Linked DNA regions of Acanthopagrus latus: region 2 is linked to region 1. A link is a contact called in public Hi-C data. All regions are on one chromosome and are shown on one strand. Each heading gives the region's core, a stretch centred on a gene start, on an enhancer-like site or on the middle of the called end of the contact. The rest is flanking DNA. Distances are from core to core; before and after follow the strand shown. Region 1 holds the start of tsc22d3 (TSC22 domain family protein 3). Region 2 holds the start of pmt (phosphoethanolamine methyltransferase).

Evidence for each region. A called contact is a pair of places that touch in the nucleus more often than the background predicts.
Region 2: a contact with region 1 is called in a Hi-C map of liver, with 2.7 times the contacts expected there. The contact joins the promoter of pmt here to the promoter of tsc22d3 in region 1. A contact is called at or near these places in 3 of 4 Hi-C or Micro-C datasets (liver and muscle).

Annotation. Positions count from the first base shown.
Region 1 is chr18:22,610,269-22,613,192 of fAcaLat1.1, forward strand. It overlaps tsc22d3 (TSC22 domain family protein 3), which reads right to left and starts at 1,524. Exons shown (of 3, transcript XM_037076452.1): 1 at 744-1,524. The coding sequence starts at 1,084.
Region 2 is chr18:22,838,191-22,841,026 of fAcaLat1.1, forward strand. It overlaps pmt (phosphoethanolamine methyltransferase), which reads left to right and starts at 1,291. Exons shown (of 12, transcript XM_037076638.1): 1 at 1,291-1,445. The coding sequence starts at 1,436. It overlaps LOC119007184 (a long non-coding RNA gene), which reads right to left and starts at 621. Exons shown (of 3, transcript XR_005071057.1): 1 at 89-621.

The sequences.
Region 1 (2,924 bases), core at 274-2,773:
GTTGTCGGAGAACAACCTGGTGTGTTTCAGTAAAGGAGTTCTTTTCGGGTTCGATTTTGTTTACCTCTGTTCTCTGGCTCTTTTTTCCTTTTCTCCATGATGTGTTTTGACGTTCTGAGGTCCCTCAACATTTCTTTTACAAATATCAGGGACTGTCCTCGAACTGAATAGCCTCACCAAAGGAGAGCGTTTTCAGATGTAAATACGAAACAGCACATGTCACTGTCATTGTCATTGTGACGTTATGTAACATCATCAAACATGCTGCGTGAAAGACGTGGGCGGTGTGGATGTAAATAGACATCGAGTGCTGCACAAATACTTGGACCTTCTTGCTTCAGATGTAAAATCATACAGAGTTTTACTTGTGCAGAAACAACCATATTCAAACCGACAGTAATAAAGCATGGACCACCCCGTCCTAGCCTGTACCCAGTCCATGACTGTAAACACTTATGTCATTTGCCATTTGAGAGGAAGTGCTGATCTGAGAAAACCTGATTAGTCAACATTAGCCATCTGTTTGATTTAAGCAAAATATGGTTCCTAAGCTGCTCCTCATAACCTCCGATCTGATGCATGCAGATCCAGAAAGCTAGAAGCCAGACTTTGTGCTCAACGTCCTGAAAGAGGGGCGAAGAAAACCTATTCAGTCCAAGTCCTGCTGAAAGACCCTTTATATTCAGCGGCTGCCTTATCAGATAAGCGTGTACGTAATCAGGTAAGCCAGACGACACACATACCTGTGGAAGAAGAGCAGGATAGACAGCATGGTCTGGTCAATGTTGCTGTTGCAGATCCCCTCGTTGAGCAGGAAGCAGGGGTCCCTCACCACCGAATCCAGGGAGTCCTGCCTCATGATGTTGTTCAGCTTGTCCGTGTTCAGGTTCTGGTACATCAGCTGGTTACGGAGCTGGCGAAAGTGGCTGACACTGGGGCTGGTGGGGCTTGCCGGCAGGCCCCCGTTGGTACCGAGGCCCTGGGCCGGGCTGCTGGACAAGGAGTCATCGCAGCCGTTTGCCAGGTCCAGGCAGCAGCTGCAGCAGTCCAGGCCGATGGGCGAGCGGCAGTCATCGTCTGACATCTTGAAGTGCGGCTGGATGAAGAGGAGAGACGCCCAGGTGTGGAAGTGCAGGTGTAGGAATCTCAGAGACTGAGGTGTGTCTAGATGAAAGACAAGGTGAAAGACTGAACAGCTGAGGAAGAGAGAGATCAGATCAGAGAGACAGGCAGGCAGCCGGGTTCTGTCTCCACGCCGGGGCCAGGAGGTGCTGAAAGGCAGGTTGAGTTCCTCCCTGAGAGGTGCAGTCACGCTGGGCCACTCAGACTGCTTTCTATCCCTGAGTTTTCTCCTCCTGTGGCTCTGCCGCGTTTAGCCTTTTGTTCGGGGCCGACGCTGCCTCCACTGTGGTAGGATCGAGAGTGAACGCCCCGCACACACACACACACGCACACACATACACACTCACGCGCACCGATTCAGCAGGAGTGCGCTTGAAAGCAAAACCCAGAAGCTGCTTGCTGCTTATCACTTTTTTTTTCCCCCTGCACTTTTTCTTTTTTTTTTTTTCTTTGGTGTGCCTAGAGACAGTGGGAGGGAGCTAAAAGAAAAGGGAGGGAGGGAGACGGAGAGGGTGGGGAAACCCCTGTGATTGGTAAGAGGCATCGATGGTTACGCGCGATGGGACCTCCTTCTTTTTTTTTCTTTCTCAGCCGGCCGTGCACACATTCAGAGGAAGGGAAACAGACAGAGAGGGAGTAGAGCGTCAGAGCATGCTTGAAACATGTGCGGCAGCTCAGCCAGCTCCACCCTGCGATGCTGACAGCACAAGGAGTGGCTGAGCGAGAGGGAGGCTGCAGGAACTCGCACTAAGGCTTCGATAACACTTCTGCCACGCTAATTTGTGAAAAGCAGAAAAAAAAATCTAAACAAAGAAATGTTTCCAGTGGATATGCATTGCCAGCACGGCACATTACATGCTTTTCAAAATAAAACGAAGTCTTCGAGCTCATGTGCTTTTCAGCCATGTTGCCTTCCTCAGCTATAGGAATCATATATTGCTCTTTTGGTAACACTTTTAAATCAGGAAATGCTTGCATATTAAGATGCGTATTGATTGGTTATTGGTTCCTTTTTAATGCCCTTTCCTGCACGAACACATTCTGCAACTGCTAGGCCAATAAATGAGAGCTTTTCCCTCAATTACCTCCTAATTACTGCTTATTGATCGAAGGAGCGGTCATTAGTAGTGGGATTTGTCCAAGCACTAGTAAATGTTATGAGCAAGACCCGACTTTAAAATGAGGTTCAAAAGGACTTAATTTAGCATAACTTGGATGCTATTAACACTTGTTTTGTGTTTTGCTGCATGTCAACAGACCACAAGTGTTATTAAAGGTGCAATTTGTCAGATGTTTAGCTTAAAACATTAAAAAAAAATAATCAAACATCATCTGAAATTTGGTGTTTCATACAAAGACGCCACCCCTTGGCCTGAAAACCTTCACCACTGAGCTTCCGGTTCAGGCAGACTCAAGCCAGCTAATAGGAAGCTGCACTGCTAACTGAGCTAATTGGCAAACAGTGGACGGTATCAGCAGTTTGCGGTTACTGGAGTACTAGTTTGACAGGTGGCCAATTCTTACATATTACACCTTTTTTAAGGGAGATAGAAAACTATTCTTTTGGCATTCACACCTTTGAAAGGCCCAAACTAAGATAAGCATATTAACATTGTAAATGAGGAAATGACAACTTCCTTACTTACTATCACTTACTACTTGCAGAATGCTCCAAAGAGTTTGTTTTTTTGGATCGTTCCACCGCTTTCCCACCCATCTTTTGTTTTGTCCAATCAGCTTGTTTTTTTAAAATCTGTTGCTGCAGCAAAATTCAGAATAAGCACATATTTGCAAAAAAAAAG
Region 2 (2,836 bases), core at 41-2,540, 230 kb after region 1:
TCCTCTTGTTGGAGCATCACAGATGTGCTTCAACCACCAAATTAATTAAATGTGTAATACCCAACAGAGGGGGAAATCACGCACTTACGATCGTCTTCACAACAAAACAATACGTCTGTTGCTGTGATTTGAGTGCGAAGGCTTCAGTGATGTTGTCGCAGTCAAGGGTCCTCCTTCCCTCCGTGTTCATGGCCAAAAGTGCCACATTACTGGTCCTGGTGTCTCCACTGATGCTGATGCTGGTAAATGTTTGGCCCTTGATTAAATCCGTGCCCTCATTTCAGAAGATGCCTACACGCAAAACAAAGTGCTGCATTCCAGCCATGAACACTGATCCATCCAACTTTTGGCTGTGACCCAGAACGTGGACGTTTAGGGAGCAAAAAATAAAACGATCCATTTTGGTGTATTTTACTTTCTTAAATGTTCAAGCTCGATATCAACAACAAGCTGCCATGTTAAGGTCAAAGGTTCACTGCGCGCTGTGCTCATTGGCCAAAGAAGATCAGCTGTTTGGGCCTCGTGGTTTTTGTTTTGTTTTTGTTTTTTTAGACTTAACACATATTTTTGAAATTATTTCTTAATTCCCATTTTTAAACAACATTGAAAAGACTATTCAAACGTGACATGAAATACACATGAAATATAAATATAAAAAAATCACAGCCATTTCTCGGGGGTGCTGAGCGGGTGCTATGGGAGCTACAGCGCCACCTGGCTCCTCCCTGGCGCCGCCACTGGATCTGTCACTGTAAATACACATACAGTAATAACTCATCCGTTATCAGTGAGCAGATTTGCTGCAGATGGAGAATTCTTATTAAAACAAATAAAATAAAATCACTAAATGACTACGAAAACGTCATTAAAAGCGGAAAAGACCCAGCTTCAGGTGTATTGATGAAAGCTGATCTGTGGTCAGCGTCGCCTTGACGCACCGCTGAGGCGACGCGCGCTCCGGTTTCGGTCCTCGTCAGCGCAGCCGAGCCGAACCGAGCCGAGCTGCGGTGGGACACCGCGGGGAGGGGGAACCGTGAGGGAGACACACCGCTGGAAGCTGTGAGTGCGCTTCACTGATACACTAACTTATCTGAGATCAGATCAGTGTGTGATGGGGGGGGGATTCCCGTCCACACTGCCGCTCTGATAACCCCGCAGACTCTTGTCCTCTCGTCCCTGTAATGATTACTCACGTCCTGCCCCCCTCTCACCCCTCTCACCCCTCCCTCCCTCATACTGGACGCATCCCATTTGCCGGTGTCCCACCTGGCGACCATCTCCCCCTCTGCGGTCACCACGTTATATAAAGAGCTGCCACTCAGCCATCAGCCTGTACCTCTGTCAATCAGAGAGAGAGGAGCCTCTGTCACCTTTTAATTAAAGACTTTTAATTGCCAGCATCGTGGAGTAAACTGTACAATAAGAATAAATCAAGATGGACAAAGGTATGAGCAGAGTACATGACTTTCATTTCTCTTGACACGTGGTGTTTCACAAAAGAAGAAAAAAAAAAGCCTGATGCAACCGCGTGGACTCTTGCTGCATGTTGTTTTTGTGCGGATTGTTCACTCAGCTGGTGGAAGTAATCCAGCCACTGTGAGCAGGAATGTGTCAGTGATGTGGGCTGTGAGCTGTCAGATGAACCTGTAGCTCTGCCTTGTTGTCCTAAAAAGTGGACTGCCGAGGCATTTTTACTCGTTTGCTTTCATCATTATCTTTCTAACTGGGAGATGAGAGGTTAGTGCACACTTGTCAGATTTATGCTCTGTGCAGCAGGAAGTGAGTGTTTTCTGTCTTTTGTTTTCTCAGAGTTGTAATCGTTGCATCATCTTCCCCGGGAGCTGATGACACATGACAGACTAGTGGCTTTTCTGTAAAACTGGATAAATGACTTTGATCCAGATGTTTGGAGCTTTTTTTTTTTAATCAAGTGATGGTTGCCAGGTAAAAGTGAAGCTTCATGTGTGTGTGTCAGGAGTAGAAAACCACTGCATGTTCTCTCGACCAAAGTGTGCAACATCAGCACAGTGGCTGCACATGTTCATCTGCATCAGTCTGTTGTTTTAAGACCTGTGTGACAGAGTTTCAGCTAAAAAGTTACACATTAACAAACGCAGCTGTCCAGTGTCACTCTGACACCCGAGCGTTGCTTCTGGATGTGACATGAGTCGACTTTTGAAACTTGTCTGGATACATATTTGATATAATAAATCAGACATAGGATTTATTTTACTGAATTCTTATTTTTACAGCTCTCTAAAATACTTGATAGATGATTCACAGACAGGAGTCCTTCAACTCTGACACACATACCAGAGGAAACATCGTTAGAAAAACTACCTGTGTTTAAAATTTAGTCATGATTAGTTTATTTTAGTCAGATTTCATCTCCAGACTTTCTCCTTTACTCCTCAAAATAAACAGTTTGAAGCCTACAGCACTGTTATTTAAGTTTATTTATTATGTCCATATTGTTATTGAGAGGAATAAAGTTAATTAACTCAAGCACGTAGATGAAATTTTTAGCTATTTGTACTTAAATTGATTATTTCTATTCCATGCTTCAAATTTACTGATTTTCAAAGACAAATACATAACTTTGAACTTGTTTATTTACTAAGTAACTAGTTACTTTACAGTGGGATTTTTCATCCAAAACTTTTTCTAAGATATAAAACATTGTTCAGTCTTCTTATTAAACCATTTTATTTTGTCACTGAGTCATTAATTTGCTTCACTGCAAGTAGATAACGTCTCACATCTCATTTCCTATAATTTCATTATTCTTTTAAAGTTTTAAGGCCAGAATTACTGTCAGTATATGTTTGATTCAGAG